Linked DNA regions of Sus scrofa: regions 1 and 2 are each linked to region 3. Evidence: chromatin contacts called from public Hi-C data. All regions are on one chromosome and are shown on one strand. Each heading gives the region's core, a stretch centred on a gene start, on an enhancer-like site or on the middle of the called end of the contact. The rest is flanking DNA. Distances are from core to core; before and after follow the strand shown.

The links. A called contact is a pair of places that touch in the nucleus more often than the background predicts.
Region 1: a contact with region 3 is called in a Hi-C map of skeletal muscle, with 2.9 times the contacts expected there. The contact joins the enhancer-like site here to the promoter of ELOVL6 in region 3. A contact is called at or near these places in 3 of 5 promoter capture datasets (fetal liver, fetal skeletal muscle and liver), 19 of 47 Hi-C or Micro-C datasets (alveolar macrophages, embryonic fibroblasts, fetal heart ventricle and 10 more) and 1 of 2 datasets of contacts at active chromatin or transcription factors (skeletal muscle).
Region 2: a Hi-C map of liver shows a contact between it and region 3, with 2.5 times the contacts expected there. The contact joins the enhancer-like site here to the promoter of ELOVL6 in region 3. A contact is called at or near these places in 5 of 5 promoter capture datasets (fetal liver, fetal skeletal muscle, liver and 1 more), 34 of 47 Hi-C or Micro-C datasets (adipocytes, adipose tissue, alveolar macrophages and 16 more) and 2 of 2 datasets of contacts at active chromatin or transcription factors (alveolar macrophages and skeletal muscle).

What each region holds. Positions count from the first base shown.
Region 1 is chr8:112,251,816-112,255,705 of Sscrofa11.1, forward strand. EGF (epidermal growth factor) reads right to left here. Exons shown (of 24, transcript NM_214020.1): 17 at 3,474-3,590; 18 at 2,679-2,804; 19 at 275-397. Among named protein-coding and RNA genes, the nearest start is that of EGF, 76 kb to the right of the region's middle. Within about 2 kb of position 2,221, at least 2 of the 83 cell types and tissues checked have an H3K27ac peak or open chromatin away from gene starts, as enhancers often do. A contact at or near this core is called in skeletal muscle, where this site is marked.
Region 2 is chr8:112,177,679-112,181,331 of Sscrofa11.1, forward strand. It overlaps ELOVL6 (elongation of very long chain fatty acids protein 6), which reads left to right. Exons shown (of 5, transcript XM_021100707.1): 4 at 2,296-2,447. LOC110261988 (a long non-coding RNA gene) reads right to left here. Exons shown (of 2, transcript XR_002346463.1): 2 at 3,420-3,553. Among named protein-coding and RNA genes, the nearest start is that of ELOVL6, 140 kb to the left of the region's middle. Within about 2 kb of position 1,528, at least 13 of the 83 cell types and tissues checked have an H3K27ac peak or open chromatin away from gene starts, as enhancers often do. A contact at or near this core is called in adipose tissue, fetal liver, fetal skeletal muscle and 2 more, where this site is marked.
Region 3 is chr8:112,037,025-112,041,047 of Sscrofa11.1, forward strand. ELOVL6 (elongation of very long chain fatty acids protein 6) reads left to right here and starts at 1,646. Exons shown (of 5, transcript XM_021100707.1): 1 at 1,646-1,809; 2 at 2,319-2,439. The coding sequence starts at 2,351.

The DNA.
Region 1 (3,890 bases), core at 971-3,470, 220 kb after region 3:
GACATTAGCTGCAGAGTTAAAGAGAACCACCTGGGTTCCCACCTTTATTGAATTGTAAGTAATAAAGAAGGATTTATCCCAGATGCTATTAAATTAAGAAAACTTGGACCATTTCACATTCTGAGCCCCAGCATCAATCTAATCAGGAAAGTAAACTCTCCAGCCTGATTGAACCAAATGATTTCTAGAATCTCTAATGGAAATACACTTGGGTACAGAGTTTTTTTTCAGAATCAAGTTCCTCCCCTGGGATCTGGACCACCCACCAACCTACCAGGGCAAATCCGTCCGGGTTCAGAGGGGCGGCCAGCACATGTGCAGGTGTAGTTTCCCTCCGTATTTGTACAGGTGGCATTTTCCCCACAGGTGTGCACACCTAGTTGGCACTCATCAATATCTGCCAGAAAAAGGGAGTAGAAAGAAGTGGGGTGTGGAGGAGAACAGAGGACTGTACAATTGGAAACACCAATATTCTGGAAGGGGAGCATCTTCCACTCATGTCACACTGCGTATTCTCAGAGTCCCACACATTTTTAGGTTGAAAAATTCTAGTATACATGTTGGAGAGAGAGATGACCTGGGCCCCTCGGTTGCATGCCCAGGCAGGTAAACTGGAAGTTTCCCTACTGGTTGTAAGGAAAGGAAATTTCTCAGCATAAGTAGCTCAGTGGGAAGGGTGGAGATGGTTAACAGTCTCTAGGTAAACATTCAGAAGTTCAGATCAGAGGAAACATTTTTGCCTTTTTTCACAGAAACAAACGAAGGCATCACGTTTTGTTTTGTTTTGTTTTTTTGTTTTGGTTTTTTTTTTTTTTTTTTTGCTCATTAGGGCCTCACCCTTGGCATATGAAGGTTCCCAGGTCAAACTGGAGCTGCAGCTGCCAGCCTACCCCATAGCCACGGCAACACAGGATCCAAGCCTCGTCTGCAACCTGCACCACAGCTCATGACAACACCGGCTCCTTAATCCATTGAGCGAGGCCAGGGATCAAACCCACATCCTCATGGATCCTAGTTGGGTTTGTTAACTGCTGAGCCATGAAGGGAACTCCATGAAAGCATCACTTTCTTTCCCAACGACTCCCCTTTCCTTGTCTCAGTTACTGCCACCCTAACACTGAAGTCCTTTCTCTGTAAAATTTCCTGCTGCTCTAAGAGGAGCAGTCTTCTACCTTCCCTCCATCCCAGCTCTCCTCCACTCCACTCCTAAACACCAGCGCCAGATTAATCGTCCTGAACCACATCTCCCATCACAGCACCACTTGACCCAAATGCTGCCAGTGCTCGTCTGTTGCCTGGAGCCGTATTGAAGCGCTATCCTGAATAGTGCAAATGGAGTCTTTTTCTGTGTTCTTTTTTAAACTGACATCCTATTGTAATCTCTATGAACTATCACCTTGAGAATGAGATAGAAGCAAAAACAAAGATGGACTCTTGGCCAGGAAACACAACTACTCTTAGGAATAACAACGACCGTTGTTTTCTATGGCACTTACTATGTGCTAGGCATGGTTCAAAGTGCTAAATCTGCATGGAGGGGAGCAGCACAGAGAATAAGAACAAGCCCAGGGCTTCCAGGTGGCCCAAGGACTCTGTGCCAACAGGGCAGGCTGGGCGAGGACACCCTGCTGCGTGGAAGGAGGTGGGTGAGTTGCAGGGTGAGAGTCCAGAGCATAGTGAGTTTAAGCATCCAAGAAAGTATACCTTCCCTTTTTCTTCAAAGTCAATTAAATATAAAGCCTGTTTGTCTAAATTATCTGTGAGCCTGCTTAATGAGACCAGTGACATTTTCCTGACTGACAGCCAAATATGTGCTTAAAAGAGCATTTACAGATGTCTGTGGACTCCGCAAAACTAATCTGATAAAGGTCTGATTTAAACCGACTAGATCCAGACAATTGGTAGTCATGACTGATGTTTCATCTTCAACCTCAGCATGTTGGGAGAAAGCAGTACCATATTAGTTTTTATCAGGGCATCTGCCCCTGGCCGTGAAAAGATTTTTGTTTTCAGAAGGAAAAGAAAAGACTGAGAGAGACATTTGAAAGCCCCGTAAAACTTGAGATAACGATTTTACTGGGCCACGATGGCTTCAGGCAGGTCTCTACTTGCTGCCACGCTACTGACACCTGGAATGGTACCTGGCATCTGTTAAGTGAACTCCCAACCCTCCAGCCACACCCAGAACTTGGCAGAGGACGGCGATTAGGAAAGAGGTCTTCATCATCCCTCGCTTGCTAAATGTCAGCAGCTTGAACTTCTCAAGAGTCAGCCAGCGAGCCCTTTCCCAGAACCACCCCTCCTCTCGTTTGCTCACAGCGGGGACCTCCAATAAAAACCACATCAGCTCACGTTAGGGACCAAGAAAGTGCTGTTCAGTTCCCCACCCCGATGTGGAGTCCTGATGAAGCCCTGAGGTCGCTCACCCTGAGAAAGAACCAGGGGGAAACAGAGCGCTGAGGCTGACGAGTGCCAATCATGGCCAAAGGGGATGAACTTGACTGTTTACCAAGAACTTGACTGTTTACCAAGAACTGAAAGATGTCAGGTCCTCTTTTGGTCTTAACTTGTGTGTCACCCCAATTAGATCCCATCTTTTCTCGGCCCACCACGCCCCGTGTTTGGTGAGTCTCCAAGGCCTGCCTCCACCCTCCTCCTTCAGCCCGCAGCTCTCTTACCGAGACAGTGGATCCCATCTCCCTGGTAGCCTTCCGAGCAGCGGCAGACGTGACCACCTTCGGTATTGATGCACTCGGAGGAGGTAGGAGGGCACACCGAGGTGCCCAGCTCACACTCATCTATATCTGTGGACAAACGATGAACTAGTGAAACGTGCAGGCAATCCTGGTATAAATGAAAATAGCAGGAAAGAATAGTATAGTCTTTCATACAATCATCCAGCGACAAATAGGTTCTGTTTGCAAATGTAATACAAGCCCTGCATCCTGGACATCAAGTTCACTTCTGAATCAATTTTTATCGATTTCTCAGTGTTCAGTTAGCTAAGTATGTGTTAATAATCACTTTGTGCTAGAGTTTCAGACTGTACGATGGGAGATTTTTACAGTAATGACTATCAATACCAAATAGAAACCCATTCAGCAAAACCCACTTAACAATGAAAACTTATGACCTAAGCTTTTTTTGGGGGGCTGCTTTTATTGGAATTGAGGCATTTATAAATTTGACTTGAACACAGATTCATACTTCAGAAGCTAATTATAAATTCTTTATCCTTAATATCAATTGCATATATTACGGCACGTTAATGTAAATGCCGTGTAATCTAACACGATATTAAATGTTTCAGATTTTCTATGCCTACCTCCATGATCTTTTTAGCTAGTATCAAACAACATTCAATCCCGCTGATCACATAAATCCTTCTGGAGATTTTGCATCGGTATGATCTGAGAGGATGTTTTTGATTCATTATTTTCCAGATATTATGTGTATTTGGCCTTTGCTCTTACCAGAACACAGGTTTCCATCTCCAGCAAATCCTTTCAAACACTGACACGTGGCGTCCTCTCCCTCTGTAACACACCGCGCCTGCGCACTGCATCCCGCAGCGCCGCAGTCCTCGTCATCTGCATGGTGAGAACCCCATCAGATTATTTCCAGACCTCAGAGAAGAAAATGGATTTTAATGTTTGGAGGCCTACAGAACATGCCAGCACTTCCTTTCCCAAGATCTGGGATAGGTTAACCTCCAAAAAGAAACACCGTGTTGACCTTTAAGCTAGATCTATATTAAAGGATCCACAAGCCATGTGTTTCCGTTTACATGCTCTCAACAAATCTTTAGTCTTACAAGAATGATGCAGTGTTCAAAGACCTCTGTATGAACTTGTTTACAATGTTTTTAAAAAAAAGCATTTGAAAACTTG
Region 2 (3,653 bases), core at 278-2,777, 140 kb after region 3:
CTGCTGGGATGCTTTGGGGTATAAATAATAAAAAGCAAAACTCCACATGGCTTATCCAATTAGGAAGCTTTATGTCAACACCAAGAGGTCTTGTGATAGAATCACTGAAAGGGTAATGGGTAATTCAGCAGCTCAGTCACATCTCAAGGGAATACTTTGCCGTCCTCAAGGTAGCTCCTTCCTGGTTGCAGGATGGCTGCTGTTCTTCCAACCACTGCGTGGTGATGAGCAAGGAAACCTTGCCTGAAAAAGGCCCCAGCAGCCTTCTCCTCACATCACGTTGGCTAGAACGAGGTCCGCGCCCAGCCTAACAAGTTACTAGCAAGGGAGATGGAAGTACTAAAACTTGCTTACATCGTTAGGATTTACTCCTAAGCCAAAGACAAGGTCAGCTTCCTTGGGGGAAGCATGAGTTGGGAGAACCTGGACAGGATCAGCATTCTTTTAATATGGAAAAGGAGGAAGAGACTTGAGCTTCGAACAGGCAGCCAACAGTGTCGGCTCTGTAAGCTCAGTGGAGACGCCATATCCCTCTTTCCCTGCTACCTTCCATAAGCAGCAAAGTCCCCAGTTTTCTAGTCACCATCATCTGGTGATGGCGGCAACTTTCCTTATGAAAATTTAGCCACCCTCTGGTGAGGGAAAACCGAAATTTGAAAAATGTACCTGACATTACCAATGAAATCCAACTTCCCATTCGCAAGCCAGGATTGTATATTGATCGTAAAGGCTGAGGTCATGCTACCAGGAGGGACATTTGTTTAAGAAAGTGAGAAGGGGCAGCCTTCAAGTGAGCATGGGAGAAGAGCTCCCCAAGAAGAGGACATAGCATATGCACAGGTCTCAAGTCACAAAACGGAAAGGATCAGAAGGTGCGGGGAGGATTGGCTCACAAGGGATGGGACGAATAGGCAGGAGGGAAGGGTGGCGGGGGGAGCGAGGGGGGCCACTCAAGCCTTGCAGGTCCCATGAAGGCGTTGGAGGCTACATCTTGAGTGCAGGGGGACATAGGATCTACAGTTGTAAAGTCATACCCCAAATCCTATGTAGGATCGTTTTCTATGTTGGAAAGAGGAACTGCATTTCTTCCTGGAAGCGGTATGTCATTAGAGAAGCTACTTTCAGAGCCCCCCAAATAAGAGGCTGTTGCCAGCAATTCAGTCTCATTACTTTGGTTCGATGCGAAGGTGATCTTTGGTTTTATCTGGTGGACACATGTTTACGGATGGCGTCCCCTGGTGGAATGACTTGTTATGGAGCAACACTTGAGACATCTTAAAAGATGTGCCTCTGCAAGGACAGAAAGCTCTCATTTCCCTGTTGGGTGAGGCTGCTACTCATTTCAATAGTTGATTGCTAGTTTATCTTAGGACTTGTAAAACCTAAAATGGGATGCTGCCAGGACAAGGATGGGCCAGCACATCCCTACCCCCCTCCCCCCGCCAGGATCAGCCAGCTCTCCTTTCCGTGGTCCGTGCAGTTGGCGAGCTGTGGGGCACGTGTGCCTGTCGGGTTCACTCTGTCATGGAGGCGGCGCGGTCCAGCTGCCAGGTCCTTTCATACCTCATGTTACAGCAGAGCTCAGCGCCTTCCAGAGCTCTCCTCTTTCCTTAGCGGTTCCTGGATAAAAATGCCACATGTCCGTTTACTTTTCCACAGTATCGCTTGTTCAGCAGTCTTTGAGCAACTCTGCCTGGGTGAAGGCAAACACGTTTCGGGGCATTGAAGAACGGTGTTGCAACACGGTTGGCCACGGTTAGGGGAGCTCAGGGGCATGATCCTGGGGGCACTCCAGGGGGAGGGGGGCTTCCCATGGAAGTTAAGCCTTCTTCCTCGGGCTTCTGTGAAAAAGATGGATTTGAGAGCGAGAGAGATTCAGGAAACGGAGCCAGGGATCTGGAGACTAATTGGACAAAGGACAAAATGGAGATAATTAGCAGAGTTTTCAGCCAACTCCATCTCACTCCCAAGGGACAGTTCTCAAGCCAAAACACAGGTCAGGTCAGCAGAGTTCTTGAGCTGTTGCCTGAGATGCACTCCCCTTTTCCATGACACCTTTCTGGAACATTGAGGACGACGCGTTAGGTGGCCTTAGGGATGGCCTTCAGAATAAAGCCCTGAGAAGTGGTGTAACTCTTGTTTACAAACCATTTTCAATGCCTCTGGGTAAAAGCAGATTTTCGTGCTGCTGCATCGCTATCAATGTCCTGCCAGTGGCAGGCTTCTACCAACGGTTCATGTCAGAAGTGAAATTCTTTTTCTGAATGTTGTTTCTTTTCTTTTTTCATTATGAAGTATATTCGGTGCTCTTCGAACTGGTGCTTATATGCTGTACATTTTGATGACCAAAGGCCTGAAGTATTCAGTTTGTGACCAGGGTTTTTACAATGGACCTGTCAGCAAATTCTGGGCTTATGCATTTGTGCTGAGCAAAGCACCGGAACTAGGTGAGTGTCTTCTCTCCTTCCGTTTCCTCCCCCCCCACCCCCTTTGTAGCTACACACCCACAATATTTATTTTTAAATGGACCAAGAAACAACTTTGAAGGCCCTGTTTTACTGGTTGTAGGAAAGTCACGATTAATGACTTTTTGATTAACTTCCACTATTTTTCTGTTCTCTCCTTCCCTCCTTTGAAATAATTGTGCATTGTGTATATGAAGAACAAAATACTTTATGTTAAATGTGCAGGTGTCCAAAGCCTTACTGAAAACCCACTTCTGGGGGTTTATAACATCTACCCCTCCCCTTCTTTCCCACCGGTTAACAGCTCAGCTAATTTTAGAATATGGGGGGAAATTAGCCACACAGCCCTCACCCAGTCCCATACTTTCAGCTCTGGAGTTTGGATGCAGACTAGGAAGTTAAGGAAGCTTTTTGATTGGGTATCTTCATGTTCTCATTACAAATATTAAGGGTTAGTTTCTTTTCTTTTTTTTTTTTTTTTTTGTCTTTTTGTCTTTTTAGGGCCACACCTGCAGCATATGGAGATTCCCAGGCTAGGGGTCTAATCGCAGTTGTAGCTGCCAGCCTACACCACAGCCACAGCAACTCGGGATCTGAGCCACATCTGCGACCTACACCACAGCTCACGGCAATGCTGGATCCTCAACCCACTGAGCGAGGCCAGGGATTGAACCTGCAACCTCGTGGTTCCTAGTCAGATTTGTTTCCGATGCACCACGATGGGAATGCCAAGGGTTAGTTTCTGATGTTGTTTAATTTTAATCATCAAAGAAAGAGGCCTTAGAGAAATATAGTTCACTTTCTAGAAATTAATGCACATCCTGGCTCTCTCTATATAACATAGATTCCTAAGGTTTTTCCTTTAACTTTCTAACAGTCTTGAATATAAGTGTGGCACAGATTAGCAGAAACAGTGAAAAAGTAAGCAGCAAGGATTTGACACCGGCACAGTTCCGCAGGAAGGTATCTTTATTGCCAGAGAGAGGGATCCACTGGTGATGATACGCTCTGAGTTCATCCATGAGCCCTGCTGGCCAGCATCTTACAAGCCGGTATATATCCTTAGGAGACACCTGTCCATTAATTCTCTAGAATTAAGAATTGGATTAGTCAAAATTTTTATTTATAGATTGTGTTCCCACTCCTATGTCTCCAGAAAAGGGGGTCTGAGGTGGTGATTTTGTTGTA
Region 3 (4,023 bases), core at 396-2,895:
TCCTCGGTTTAAAAATGGAATCCTTTTAAGGCAAAAGAAGGACCTATCCTTGCGCTATATACCAAGATGTTTGCTGGATTTTCCTCACACATGATTCCTTTCTCACTTCCCTCCCTTCTTTCACTTTGTTAATCACTTCATATCACAAATATATATATTTTAAATTATTTATTTAGCTTTTTTTTCAGGGCTCCCCTCGCAGCATATGGAGGTTCCCAGGCGAGGGGTCCAATCAGAGCTGCAACTGTGCAGCTGCCGGCCTACACCACAGCCACAGCTACACCAGATCCAAGCCACATCTGCAACCTACACCACAGTTCACGGCAAGGCCGGATTCTTAACCCACTGAGTGAGGTCAGGGATCAGACCCGAAATCTCATGGTTCCTAGTCGGATTGTTTCTGCTGTGCCACAATGGGAACTCCTACAAATATTTATTGACTACTCAAAGACCCAGGTACTTTGCTAAAATCCTTCTTTTTCAGGCCACACCCACTTGCCCCTAAATCCTGCCAAGTCTTTTGGCCTAGGCTTTACCTCCAAATTCACTTACAACTTGTACTGCAGAAGTCTCTATAATGACAACCCTTATATTGAGCAATGAGGAGAGTCCATACTTGGGAAATTTGGGAGCATCAACTTGTAAATTAATTTGCTAATTATAAATACATATGCGTGCATATGTGTGTGTGTATATATAAAAATGAACTGGATTTTAAAGACTCATTAATTATTTAAGTTCTTATTACACCCTCCTCATTTAGAGATATTTCTCACAGTTCCCACTTTTCAGAATTTTCTTCCTTGTCCTAATGTCCACCTAATTTTTAAAGCATAGCTTTAAAAAAAAAAATTATTATTGGGCATTCCCTCTGTGGTGCAGCAGAAACAAATCCAACTAGGAACCCTGAGGTTGGGGGTTCAATCCCTGGCCTAGCTCAGTGGGTCGAGGACCCGGCATTGCCGTGAGCTGTGGTGTGGGTTGCAGACGGGGCTCGGATCTGGCGTGGCTGTGGCTGTGGCCTAGGCTGGCAACTGGAGTTCCGATTCAGCCCCTAGCCTGGGAACCTCCATGTGATGCAAGTGCGGCCCTAAAAAGAAAAAAAAAAAAATTGTATTTTAAGCTTATAACAATTATATGTATAGAGCAAATTATCAGATGCTGCCAAGTCTCATTTCACTTTTCCTAACTTGTGGGTAATGAGTGGAGGAATGGACACCATAAAAAACACTTTTCCCTCTGAGAAAATGAAGAGGGTTGTTTATGGAAGCTGAGGTTAAAACACTGCAGTGAGAGCAGGGGTTCAGTAGAGGCCAATATTGCCTTTAGCCCTCTCCTCAAACACAATTCTGTTCCATCTACTACCCCAGCAATACATCAAGCGAAATTCCCCATGTGTTTTGCATTGGACCAGTTGGTCTAGTTTTCCTATCTGCTCACTTCCTTCTCCCCCTTTGTTTCTGTTCACTAATTCTACCCCTTCCCTCCCTTCCCCAAACCTACCACCTGACCTCTCTCTTCTGGCTACTAGTCACTCTCCACCCACCCTTGCCCGCCCTCAGCATCCCCAGACATCACGCGATTGGGGAGCTCTGCGGGCCAGGCCCCAGGTGAACTCGAGTCAAAGCCAGAGCTCAGGGCTGAGTGACCTGGAGGGTGTGGCAAGAGCAAGGAGGTGGGAAGTTTGATCCTTTCACGTGGGATTTCAGCGCAAATTTGCCTGGAGTTCTAGCCAGAGCTGGCAGGTTTTACTATTTACTTAAGGCTTACTCGCAGAGCTCGCTGGTCTGCGCCCTGGGGCTGCACTCGGTATGCGGAACACTTCATTCAAAGGCAAGGCTAGGCGGCTCACGAGGTCAGGATTGAGGCTGTGGATGACCTCGACACCACTTCCTCCCCCTTCTAGCCTTTCCTCCACCCTTTTAGTCACCTACTCGTAAACAAAACTGTCCCCAGGGCTGTCTTGCTTCCTTTCGCTCTCCCTCGCAAAGGGTTAATTTGTCTGATCGCATGAGGGGGAGGAGATTTCCCTGTAGACAAGTAAAAAGGGTGATGGACAAACGTGCGGGCACTAAGACCGCAAGGCATTCATTTCCTCCTACGGTGGATGCGGACGCCGGGAGGAGGAGAGTCCCAGAGCGAGGAGCTGAGAGCCCAGGCACAGGCAATGCTCAGCCCCGACTGTAGCTGAGAGAGACTGGGAGAGACCGATTGCTGGAGACCCAGCGGCGCGGGGAAGACCTAGGGGGGTGGGTGGGGGAAGCAGACAGGAGTGCACTCAAAATCAAGCGCTTTACAGATTATTTTATTTTGTGTAGAGAACACGTAGCGACTCCGAAGATCAGCCCCAATGAACATGTCAGTGTTGACTTTACAAGAATATGAATTCGAAAAGCAGTTCAACGAGAACGAAGCCATCCAATGGATGCAGGAAAACTGGTAGGTGATGCTTTCTCGTGATACAGTCCCCGGGAGCCTCGCGCGTCTCCCGGGTGTGCCTTAATGTCGGTACTCCCTTTCTGGGGTGTGAATGGAGCGAGGAACCGCGGGCAGTTGCTGAGTTCCCGGGTCTCCCGGGTGCAGGGGACACTGGGGCTGCATGAGACGCGTGGTTCTGTGGTTGCCCCTGGGTTAGCCGTGGCTAAGCATGCATCTTTAACATAGATTATATAACATAGAACATATATGTGTACATAGAGTAGATGTCTGCGCGACAGGGAAGGCGGGAGAGATGTCACAGTCCATACCTTTGCTGCTCCTGGTTTTCATCTAGATTTGGGTTTTCTTGCTTGGCCTCCGGCAGGCAGAGTGTGAAAGGCAGTGGGGGAGGACCCAGTCTCCTGCTCCCTTTAACCCTCTCCCGCCCGCCGCAGTCCTCTCTGGTCCTCGCCCTTTCCCATCCCTCGTGTCCTTCCTTTCTCCTTGCGTTTCTCTTACTTCACTGCCCTCCTCTTTGCTGCTCCTGAACCGGATTCCTCCTTTCCTGGACCCCTTTATCCCTTTCCGGTTTCTTAAAGAGACAGGGGCGGGGGGCGGGGGAGGAGGGGACAATGAAAACGGTAATAAAAATGAATGAACCCAAGCTCTTGGAGCCACGCCATTATTAAGTTTGTTTTACGGAGACGCCTTTTGGACACTCTCAGTTCTAAGTCAGTGGGAAGCTGCTGACTGGAGTTGACACAGATCAAAAACCCCTCAGTGTGCAGAGTCCTTAGGGGCTCTTCCTCAGACAAACTTCTGACCCGGGAAAGCATCTTTCTTGTTTATTGCGTTCCCTCCTCCAGTCCTTTTGAAAATCCCCGTGTGGGAAGCGATCCTGTGTCACCTTGCAATATTTAACAGAAAAGGGTGCGTGTGCTCATCTCGCTTCTTCCTCGTAGACAGAGCTGCTGTGGCAGACATTCTCTTCCTCCCCTTAACCCCAGGTCTGGCTGGCCATCAGCATAGGGCAAACCAAACGCACCCCAACGCGATTCCGGCAGTGGCTGGCAGCCTCCTAGGTGCTGGCTGAGGGGTGGGGGGAGGGCTCCCGGACGCTTGGGGATTCTGCCCGCCGCGTGCGCGAGCGCGTGCCCCCGGAGCCCTCCCGACCTGCCTTCCCTCCCCCACCTCATCAATGGGAAACCGGAGACGCTGATGCGCCGGGGCGGGGGATGGACCCGGGCGGGTGGGTGCGATAGGGAGGGATGCCGGGCTCCAGAGCTGGGGAATGGGGGTTCAGCGTCTTTTTCAGCGCCCCCCAGGAGTCTCGACTGGTCTCTGGAGGTTCAGCCGCCGCTAGCGCCTTCTCCTTCCCCACGGGTGCGCCGGGACCAGCAGGCCTTTTGCGGCTGCAGCCGGGCCGAGCCCAGCCCGCCCCCTGCGCCGCGCGTGCCTGCTCCGCCCGCCTGTAGGGGCGGGTGCGGCCAGCCAGCCGCGCTCCACTCGGGCGCGGGGGCCGGAGGGGCTCAGCCGGAAGCCAGGAAGGGAACGAGAACCGCTGGGATGTGGGAGCACATGGGTGCGGGTCCCGGGCCCCTCCTG